Regions from separate parts of the Mus musculus genome. Here region 1 is linked to region 2. A link is a contact called in public promoter capture Hi-C data. All regions are on one chromosome and are shown on one strand. Each heading gives the region's core, a stretch centred on a gene start, on an enhancer-like site or on the middle of the called end of the contact. The rest is flanking DNA. Distances are from core to core; before and after follow the strand shown.

Region 1 (5,708 bases), core at 2,645-5,144, 2.1 Mb after region 2:
CCTGTGGACCATCAGCTCAGAGCCAGTGTCTAGGGGAAGGCTGCGGATGTCTTACCTTCTCAGCATTACCAGCAGGCCTTGAAACCAGATGGGAAGCAGGGATACAGAGGATGCTGTCCCTTTAAAACTTGACCTGGGTCGGATCCAGCAGAGAAAAGTCTGGTAAACATTCCTGAGCCCAGAGGGAAGAGGGGGCAAGAAAGGATGACACAGCAGACTGGAAACCCCTCTGCAGTTTCACTTAGAAGGGCAGCCAGCCAGGGAAGCTCTACATGCCTCGGCCTTTCCTCTCTCCCGCTGACAGATGAGGAAACTAAGACTAGAGGAGAAGAAGCAGTGCCCAAGGCCGGGGGTGGAACACTGAGTAATTGCAGCAACACAGTGTGACAGCTCAATTGCTCCATCAAAGTCCTCGTGTCCCTCTGAAACAGCACTAAGGACCCTCAGCGGGAGTTGCCCAGGGGCTCTAAGGACAGGACAGGTTCCACTGATGTCTCAGAAGCCTGCCAGAACACACGCACCACGCACGCACGCATGAACAAACACACACACCCTGCACACTACTGCTTCAGTAGACCTTTCCCTGGACCCTTCATTTCTGTGTTTGTCTGCTTCCTGGCTACTCCGAGGTGAGCAGCTTCCCTCTGCAATGGCCTTCTGTCATGCTGTCTTAGCCTCATCTCAGGCCTCCTATAATAGAACCCGATGAGGCCATCTGGCCACGGACTCAAACTTCTAAAAAACTGAGCTGAAATAATCTGTCCTGTAAGTTGCTTTGCTCAGTTACTCATCATGGAAGCATCCTGCTGTAACCCAGTGGGCCGAGTTAGCCTCCATTGTTTTACTCCATGAGACACACCAAGCCCCAGGCTGAGGTATCATAGGCAAGCACTGTCATGTCTGCCCTCGAATGCCCTGGTGTTCCTCAACTCCTGCTCCAGTGTGGGGGTCCAGCCCAATAGGGACTTGGTAGGCTGACCTGTGGGCTGTGGAATTATTTATACACTCTGCCTAGTGTAAGATTCCCTTGTGTCCCAGGGTAGGCACTTGCACCCCTAATCCCCAGGACTCCCAAATGGGCAAAGTACTGAAGAGTGAACAGGCAAGCCAGGAGCTAAGCAATCAGTCTCAGTCATGGAAAGGGTCAAGTTGGAATCTAGCCCCTTTGCTGTCCTCAGTCTCTGTCCATAGCCTCCTGTCACCTCAGGTGACACAGAGTTATGGAGCATCAGGCCCTGAAGCTGGGTAAGTGGAAAAATCCCATTTTCTCACAAACACCTTTGACTGGCTGGCACTTTCTGTGCCATCTGTTTCACGTCTGAAAACAACCTGAAGAGTTGGGTACCCCATGCACGCGTGTGGAGCAAGTACTGGTCTCCAGGGCCCTTTGTAAAGATCACCTGTTCAACTTGGAAATATTACTGTGACTGGGGACAGCAAACAGGCAATGAGCTCCAGGGATCCACCCATGTCTCTCTCTGCTCCTATTTTGCTATTCCTAGAATTATAAATCTGCACACCCCAGTACCAGGCACTTTAGGTGGATTCTGGAGACCAAAATCAGGCCCTCACACTTGAAGCAATCACTCTACCAACTGTGTTGCCTCTGCAGTCTTTTTTTCTTTTTTTTTCCAAGACAGGGGTCTTTCTGGTCTCTCTGGTCTCTCTGTGTAGTTCTGTGCTGGAATGGGCTCTGTAGACCAGACTGCCAGCCTCTGCCTCCCAAGTGCTGGGATTAAAGATGTGTGTGTGTGTGTGTGTGTGTGTGTGTGTGTGTGTGTGTGTATCTGAAGTTGTGTCAGGCAGGCACGATGGCTCATGCCTTTAATGCCAGCACTCAGGAGGCAGAGTCAGATAGTTCTCTGTGACTTTGAGGGGAGCCTAATCTAGATAGTGAGTTTCCAGGTCTGACAGTGCTACATAGTGAGACTGTGTCCAAAAAAACATCAACAAACAACAACAAAAAAACCCCAAAAACAATTGTTAAATAATTGCTATTTATTAAATAAATAAAAAAATTTCACACCAATGCATGCGTAAAAGAAGCTGTCAGATCCCTTGGAGCTGGAGTGCTTATGACCCCTCCAATGTGGTGCTGGAATCAAGTTCGGGACCTCTGCAAGAGCAACAAGGGTTAATAACTGCTGAGCCGTCTCTCCAGCCCTCCTCACCCCTTAGCCCTGTTCTTAAGAAGTATGGCACCAGGCTTCACAAAGTGCTGGCCTCTTATTTGTGTCTGACTGTCCATCTGCTCCACAGGACAGATTTCTACTGTCTAGCTCCAGCCTGTAATGCCTGCAACAGGACCTGGCATACAGACAGCCTTGGGTACCATTTCTTTCTTCTTTTTAAATAATTTTCTTTGTCATTTTATTTTATGTAGATGGGTGTTTTGCCTGCATGTATGTCTGGTACCCACAGAAGCCAGAAGAGGATGTAAGACGCCTTGGAAGAGGAGTGAGAGACGGTCAAGAGCTGCAAGCAGCCGGTACTCTTAACTACTAAGCCATCTCTTCTGCCCAGGTATCTTTTTTGTTTTTGGGACAGCGTTTCTCTATGTAGCTCTGGCTGTTCTGGAACTTGCTCTGTAGACCAGGCTGGCCTCGAACTCAGACATACACCTGTCTCTGCCTCCAAGTGCTGGGATTAAAGGCTTGTGCCACCACCTCTACCACCAGGCTGGCTCCATTTCTTATTTCTAATCCTCTTCCTTCTGGATGTGAGACAGGGGACAGAGGGTCCGCAGGTTCACTTGGCCTTTAGCAAACTCCAGCCTTATGCTAAGACACAAGCTGGCAAGAAGGGTCATAAAGAGAAGGTGAACCACTCCATCAAGGAACGGTAGTTCTGAGCCCCAGCTTGTAATCTCCCTAAGAGTCTCATCGTCCTTATTCCTTCTGAGACTCTAGGAGATACCAGGAGAGGAGTGTGGCACCCCTGAGGCCAGGCAAAGCATGGGGCCTGAGAGTGAGGCCAGGGTGGGAAGGAAGAAGGCACAGCAACTGGCTTTTACTCCTGCATCTAGTGTGTCTCCTCGGACGACAGCACCCCATCACACTCCATCTAGCTTCCTAGGCCAGGAAAAGACATGGTACTGGGGCACAAAGGTCCATTGGGCCACGAACTGCAGTAGCCAACCAACACGTCATACCCTTGGAGTATAGATGTCAGGGCTATGATGTCAGCTTCTTCTGGACACTAAAGCTGTTGTGCTTCCCTCTGGTCCCTGGTCTCTCTTGGAGGGTGGTGTGGGAGGCAGGAGAGTCCCGGAGAGCGGAATGCCAGCCTTCTCCACCAGTGCCAGCCACACGCAGGCTCTGCACAGTGGGGTGCTGGCTGCAAGCTAGACCCAGAGCAAGAGGCTCTCCCTCATATGTTCTATTCTCCAGGCAGAACAGCTGAGGGCTCTAAAGTGGAAACCTGGAGTAACCGTTGACACCCTTTTCCTGTGTTGAGTTACCCTGAAGGGACTTACAGCCTCAGGGCGTGTCCTCCCCAAGGAAAAAACCTCAGCACGGGGCAGCATGTGCCTCGCCCTTGGCCTCACTTTTAAACAGATCAAGTGCTTATGTTCAAAGTTCAGAGGGGGGCCCGTTTGATCAACAACTTTGAGACAGGGTCCCTGGGGACCCCCGATGTCATCGCGAGGACAGGCGCTGGGCTGCTTGCCCTAGCCATCGTGAAGGAGCCTGAGAATTGGGGACATCAAGGCCGCTGGAGAAGTGCTATCCTGCTCAGGCGCGATTCCAGCAGCTGGCGTCTAGGCCCCGGCCCGCCCCGGGTGGAGGCGGAGTCCGGGGGCGGCCGCGCGCGGGGGGCGTGTCGGGGGCGGGCCGGGGGCGGGCCGGGGGCGGGCGCACAGCCGTAGCCCGTGGCGGAGGCGCGGGTGCGCTCAGGCCGTGTGCTGGGCGGCCCGGGCGGCCGCACCATGGAGTCGGGCACTGAGGAGTATGAGCTCAACGGCGACCTGCGCCCGGGCTCCCCCGGTTCCCCCGACGCCTTGGTAAGCTCTCAGCACCTCCTGCCCCGGCTGCTGTGTGACCTTGGCCGGCGCCGCCCTCTCTGGGCCCGGCACGTCAGCGGGCACCTGTGGGCGTCTGGCCCGGTTTCGCGCGGCGTCCGCACTGCGGGGGGTGGTGGTGGCCGCTGCTTCCGGGCAAAGTCGTGCTTGACCTGTCTCTAGCGCAAGTGGTGGCCCACGGGTCTGGGGCCAGCACAGCAGGTAGGCAGAGGCGCCGGGCGGTCTAGCTTGCTGCCGTCGCCCCGCTGTGCAGAGCCCGCGTCTGGCTGGCACCACTCCTCGGGTGGAGAAGGCTGGCATTCCGCTCTCCGGGACTCTCCTGCCTCCCACACCATCCTCCAACTTCCAACGCCTCCGGGCTGTCTCCTGCGTGCCTTGGGGTGGGCGGGAGAAGAGTCACCGCCTCCTGGTTGGAAGCTAGCATCAGGCAGACAGCTACGTCACCACACGGTGACCACACGGTCGTCTGCAGCAGTGATAAGGGGGAAACCCGTGGCTGTGTCTCTGCTGCTGTCACCTGCCTATGAAAAACAGAACGCCACCCTCTCGATCGTCAGGGTGCTAGTTCTAGGACTGTAAGGACCTGCCTCGAGTTTGCTCTGCCTAGCCTGCTAAGGCCACAGCGATGGTCGGATGCCTGTGTCGAGGGACCATCTTTCCTGACCCCTCACCTCATAGTCTACCTCCGGGGCAGGGCCTGAGCATGCCAGGGCCGAGCCTTCACTTGTACCACCCCGCATGGCCCTCTGTCCCTCGGTGACATGTTGACTTTGGACATTCCTTCTATTTCCGACCCCCCCCCCCAGGGATGGGGTGGAGTGGGGTGGGGAATTGCACCAGGCTGGGATTTTCCACAAGTCTTTGCGGTGCAAAATAAACCAGAACAGAGACTTTCTGCCCAGGTCCATATAGTGGAAACAGGGAACACCAACGTCTCCTGGGACTACTTCAGGTGTGCCAGCTGAGACTTGGGCTCTGCCAAAATGTGTGAACACTCCGGAAGCAGTGGGCCAGGGACACCCCGGGCTGAGTTCCTTTAGGGAGCCCATCAACTGTCTGGGCCTTTTGTATGTGGGTCTACAATAAAGAACCAGTGATCTCTAGGCCTTTAAGGACAAGGGATGCAAATCAGGAACAGGTGGGCCCGTGGTTCAGCTGCGGATTTGAAGGGAAACTGGCTGTCTCTGAGCAGCAGCCTCCCCCTTCAGCTCTGCAGACAGCTGGATCAGCTGTGCCTCCCAAGAGAATTCTGAGCACAGACACAGGAGAGATTGGGTTGGATTGCTCAGGGGTCACTGTCTTGGCTCTGGGAACAAGGAGAGAGATATTCCACCCCCTCCCCCGCCATTTCTTTGAAGAGCCAACTAGGAGAATGAAATCAACTAAATTAGGTTCTCAAGGGTATGCAGGGTTCCTGCCTGCCTGCCTGCCTGCCTGCCTGCCTGCCTGCCATAGTGGTTAGTAGGGAGCAAAGAGGTCAGAGAAGGCTCCCTGTGTGGTGGAGGTGTTTGCACTGGCTTAGGGGAGGGACAGATCTGGCCCTTTGGTGTGAGTGGAAGAGGTCAGGGGAACAGTACAAGTGGAGACCAGAGGCTCGTTACTGAGACTGTACAGGGTTGGGTGGGAGGGAGATTTTTGTCTAGAGTCTCTGGGGACACAGGATGCTTCTCTGAGGTGTGGCTAACTT
Region 2 (5,528 bases), core at 1,532-4,031:
TCTGGAGGTCAGAGGACAGCTTTCAAGAGTCAGTTCTCACTTTCCTTCATGTGGTGTTTAGGGACAGAACCCAGGCTGTAGGGGTATGTGGCAAGTGCCTATATCTGCTGAGGCAGCCTGTGGGAGCTCACCCTTGCTTGCCCTTGCTTTAGAACATAAGGAGACAGAAAGTTAGATGTTGTTTCAGTATCTGCTGCATGTATAAGCACCTGTGACCAACGTGAACAAAGTGAGGGTGAGCTTTAAGAAGAAGATATATTTCATATATCTGTAAATCAGATTATTGCACACTGAGAGAAATCAAAGTATGATGTGCTATGGGTGCTTTGTGATTCCCTAACGATATGAGATGACAGTGTGTCTGAAAAGAAATGCAATAATGTATTTGTGTGTTACTTTTATTTCAAAGTCAGTTTCTTTTTTCTTCTTTCCTCTCTCTCTCCCTGGAGCTTAGCACTGGCCTCAAACTCACTTATGCAGCTTCAATTTCTAATGCTTTTGTTTCCATCTCTCAAACGCTGATATTACATGCATATGCCACTGCGCCCAGTTTTGTTCAGTGTTGCAGAACAAACCAAGACCTTCCTTCATGCTAAGGTCTCTCTACCCACCAAGGTACACACCCGCTAGAGTCAGTTTCTGATTAAAGCATTTCTCTGCCAGAGACCAAACATGTCTTACTGATGCCCTTGCTCCTGATGGAATGAGATGTGACGGGTCACCCACTTCTCTTTCCAGTCTTCCAGGGTTAGTACTTGGTTCTTTTGTACCTCAGCATCAGGGTGCTCTTTCATATCAAGGGACATGGTACCATCCACGGGTTGTAGACAATTTTTGTCTCTGAGGTTGGTGTCTCCAGTGCCTAAGTGGAAAGACATCTACAATGATGTCATTCAGGAACATTGTGATTCTATTAATGAACGCTACAAAACCCTCTACCTAGGGCAATAGCTTTAAAAACACATATCAGCATTAAAGACAGGAGAGTCGTCACATGCCCCCAGTACTTGGGAGATAGAGGCAAGAGGGTTATTGCAAATTCCAGGCCGACATGATCTATATAGTAGATTCCAGGCCATCCAGGGCTACGTAGCAGGACTCTCTCAAAAACAAATAAGATATGAATGGCAGCATGCCTTCAATCCCAGCAGTAGTTAAGAGTACTTGTTGTTCTTGAAAAGAACCCAGTGCAATTCCCAGAAACCACAAGGTGTCTCGTGGCTGTCTGTAACCCCGTTGCAGTGGATCCAATACAGGCAAGACATTCGTTCATATAAGGAAAAAAAAAAAAAAACTAAAAAAAAATTCCACAGTTCCAACCTGCCCTTTAAATCATTGGTGATCATATGTCTTGAATCTGTGAACCAGCAAACATGTCACAAAGGCAGTAATGTAAGGAAATGTCCTGTTGTTGCATGATTTAGCTTCTGTGCTTAGGATTAAAGAAGGACCATCCCCATCAACTCTGGGAACGGAAATGCACTTCACAGCCAAGTATTTGCTAACAAAAGGCTTTTCCCTGATGCTCATGTCAGGGGGCAGAGTCCAGCATTCTGAGAGGTCGGAGGGAAGTATGGGATTATTGTGGATACAGAAAAGCAAGAGAATCGCTCTCCTCCCATCTCCACTCTCTATCAGAAGCTGTGATGCCCAAAGGTGCCCTACAGAAACAAGGGCTCTCCTGAACACAGAAGAAAGATCTTTAGCCCACCCAGCTCTACCTCACCGAAGCTGGGGCTGTTAAACACAACCACTTAGCTGTTGTAACAGCGCCTCAGAGTGGTGCTCACTGATCATTTTTTGAGAAAAAAAAAAATTCTAAAAACAATAAAGGTGCAAAGTACAAGGTTGAGAAAAGACAGATCCGCAATAACTCCCACTAACAAACGTTTACGTCCAATATGCCTACCTAAAAAACATCTTTTTCTGCCTAGGATTTTTTTTTTTCATTTTTAACAGAGGGTCTATCTAGAACTCACTATATAGTACAGGCTGACCTCTAGCTCGCCCTGATCCTCCTGCCTCAGCTTCCTCGTACACAACAATGCTTGGGTTCTGCTTTAGTTTTATTTTTGAATTTCATTAAACTGAAAAGCTAACTTCACTGAAGTCCACAAATCTCCAGGATGGCTCAGTATTTTACACGTGGACATTGTTATCTGAAACACACCACTAAGCAAGGGGCTACTTAATACATCGGACTCAAAGCATTTCTAGTCTGATCATTTATTCCCAGTTTTTGCTGCGGTTATCGGAACCCCTTTTCGGGACTCAAGTAGCTGGGTCATCCATGCTTTTCGGGAGCCCCATTCTGAAAAAACGCTGTAACAGGCTCACACAGTCTTAGCAGATGACCGCCTTTACTACCGGTTGAGAACTTACTTACCTTGGCTGCAGCTAGCTGCTTACCTCTCAGACACTAGCCCGCCTTTGTAAGCCGGGAGCTGTGCAAGGACTCACAGGCCCCGCCCCAGGGGCGAAGGCCCCGCCCAATGTGGTCTGATCCCACCCCGGAAAAGATTATCCAGGCTCCGGTCCTATAGGCCCTGCCCGGGGCGTGAGAACTCTGCCCAGGACACGCAGGCTCCGCCCAGCGTGCAGACCACGCCCAGGGCGCGCAGGCCCCTCCCAGGACCCTGTGACCCCACCCAGGCCGCCCAGGCCCCACCTTCAAACCTAAGCCCCGCCCCGAAGCAAGGTCTCCGCCCAGAACGCGTAGGGCCCCGCCCTTAGCAGCTGCCGAGATTGCGCAGTGGCGGAAATCATCGGGGCGGGGCGAGCGCCGGGACCCTCCTGCTCCCTGGGCCTGTGCGCTCCTCCCACTCCGGGTCACGGCGTGATAGGGGCGGAAGCGGCGGCGGCCGAGCTGCTGCAGCTGGCAGTGCGGATCAGGCCGTCCGGTGCAGCCCGGTGCAGCCCAGGGCAGCATTCGCCCCCTGGCCAGCGCTCTGAGGTAGGGACTCGAGCCTCACGCGGGCGCGCTTGGGGGTGGCGGCGGGCTTCGGGTGACAGCTCCGCACAAAGCGGCCGGCTGTGTGTTGAGCCTGGTCTGGAGGCGCGCGCGTTCCCCGGGGCTCCCCGGCGTCCCGCGTTTGGAAGGGGTGGCGTGGGGGACCCTGTGCAAGCCGGGGCTTCCCGCGCTGGGCTGCGGGGTTGCGGCGCCGCGGGCTTTCCCACTCGTCGCTCTCTTGGAACCCTGCAGGGAGCTGCTTGCGCCTCGGCCGGGCGGAGGTGAGTTGGGCGGCGGCTGCACCTGGCACTCTGGCGCCGGCACCAGCTGCGGACCGGGTGGACAGGACCCCAGTCTGGATTTCCACTCTGGGCTATGGGAACCCCGCAGCCTGGAGGAGGGGTCTTACTCTGGGATTCCACCCAGCGCTGTAGGGAACCCATCTACATGGAGGCAGGACCCCTTTCTCTGCTCCCACCCGGAGCTGTAGGAGCCCCTTAACGTAGAGGAGTTACCCCACTGTAGGAATCTCTTAGCCCAAAGGAGGGAACCCCACTCTGGGCTCCCACTCGGGGCCGTGGAAACCACCCCCCGCCAGTCGCGAAGAGAGACCCTAGGCTGCGGTCCCACTTGCGGACCAGGGAACCCCGTAGCCAAAAGGAGGGACCCTATACTGTGCTCCCACCAGGGACGTGGAAACCCCGCAGCCAGGAGGGGGGACACCAGACTGCCTTCCCCACTCAGGGTGGTCGGGAATCCCCAAAGCTTGGTAGGAGGGGCCCAGGCTTCCCTTCCCGCTCTGTGGTGGTGAGGAGAAACCCCACGCTGGGCTCCTGTGTGGGGCAGTGGGAGCACCGCGGCCAGGAGGAGGGATCCCAGGTTGCGATCCCCACCTTGGGCAGCGAGGCGCCGTCAGGTTCGCTGGTGTAGCGGATACCTTGGGCATCTGCCGCGAGGGCCGCTGATGAGGGCTCAAGCAAGCCTTCCTTGGGATTGCACACCACCAGGTCCCGGTCCATATGGCTGATAGTCGGCGCAGCTGGCCTGTAAGAGAAGCAGGCCCAGCTGCAGAAAGTTGGGGTTGAGTGATCTGGAACCCAGCCACCGAGGCCCAAGTTCTCGAGCAAGCAGCAGACCACGCCAGGTGTGGGGAATCCCTTTCTTAACCCAGGCACAGCTCAAAAAGCGTTGGTTAGTCTTCAGCCTCCCAACTCAAAGCAATCCTTCTGCCCCAGCCTTTCTGCAGCAAATACAAAGCCACCAACCACATCTGCTTTGAATGCTTACACAATATATTGTGGAATCCTTTCGGAGGTTTTCTTCAGAGGGTATGTGAGAAAATTCTCTCGTCAATAATTGTCTTCCACACGGGGAACAGTTGAGAAAAGACGCAGGGCAATAGGGAATTAAGAATTGAATTATTGGGTTGGGTGTTGAATATTAAATTATAGCACTGGGTCTGTATTTCCGTAACTCAGTTTATCTTGGGAATATGACGCACTCAGCTTGCCTATTTTAAATGACCCATGGAGATTTCAGTTTCTTTCATTAACAGAGAAGTTTCTAGTAGTTTGTCCTGTTCTTACAAGTAATGCTGCCTCCACCGTAAATTTTTACTCTTATTTTCGATTCTTTTGAACTCCAGTTTTTATGAATTTTATGTGTTGGTGTTTAAACTCTTCAATAAACTACGTTCAGAACACCTGGGAGTTATTTAAACATAATTCTAAATACTGACATATTTGCATGTATATTCACTTTTAACACTTTTTTTTAACCAAAAGAAAACTAAAACTCTTCATTTAAAATTAGGAAGAAATAGACTTATAAAACTTGGACCACGAAACTCTAGTCAGTTAGGTGTCTTCACTGAAGAACCAGGTGGGAGGGAGCAGCCAGAGGCAGGGCTTCCACCTGCAATCCCAGCATTCTTGACACAGGCAGGAAGATTGCCAACAGCTGGAGTGGCCAGGGATCCACGTAAAATCCCCGTGCTAACAAGAAAACCAGGTAGGTAGGGAAGGGTTCACTGTGCTTGTTACAATAATACTTTATTTCTAGGAGCATGTTTTAAAACACACTAGTTTGCAAACTCGCAACTCACATTGTTTTCCCTTCGCTCTAATGAAGACCCAAGGACTAAGCATCAGTAAGATGCAGGCTACATTCAGTGCTTAACAGAGTGGGAGCACACGACCCTCTCTCAGTTGAATAATTAAAGATGACGATGCACTGCCTTAAGAACTTTCGGTCGGGTTGAATAGCTCGTACAGTATGCTGCTTTCTTTAGACATTTCTTGATGCTTATTTGTGTCTTTTTTCCACTGTTCGGGTGCAAAGATTGGAAACTTCTGGAAGTCGTGCTTGGTTTTAGGAGTCATGCGTTTCTGGGTTAGGGTCAGTGTTGCGTGAATCAATGCAGAGTTCTTAGGTTCCTGAACCTCACGCTGAGCTTCAGGTTCGCTACAGTACTTGTACATACTGTGTGTGTGACTCTGTGTGTGACTGCGGAATACATGTTTTACATGTAAAGAAATCCATGTATTTTTATGCATGTGAAAATCACACTGACGTGAAT

What was found. Promoter capture Hi-C pulls out the DNA fragments that hold promoters and counts their contacts.
Region 1: a contact with region 2 is called in a promoter capture Hi-C map of liver, with 6 times the contacts expected there. The contact joins the promoter of Ninj1 here to the promoter of Kdm1b in region 2. A contact is called at or near these places in 1 of 39 promoter capture datasets (liver), 1 of 484 Hi-C or Micro-C datasets (CD4 T cells) and 1 of 9 other capture datasets (pancreatic islet).

Annotation. Positions count from the first base shown.
Region 1 is chr13:49,183,635-49,189,342 of GRCm38.p6, forward strand. It overlaps Ninj1 (ninjurin 1), which reads left to right and starts at 3,895. Exons shown (of 4, transcript NM_013610.3): 1 at 3,895-4,003. The coding sequence starts at 3,929. Gm40943 (a long non-coding RNA gene) reads right to left here and starts at 191. Exons shown (of 2, transcript XR_873377.1): 1 at 56-191.
Region 2 is chr13:47,040,718-47,046,245 of GRCm38.p6, forward strand. It overlaps Kdm1b (lysine (K)-specific demethylase 1B), which reads left to right and starts at 2,782. Exons shown (of 21, transcript NM_172262.3): 1 at 2,782-2,953. Tpmt (thiopurine methyltransferase) reads right to left here and starts at 2,500. Exons shown (of 9, transcript NM_016785.2): 1 at 2,387-2,500; 2 at 682-862. The coding sequence starts at 806.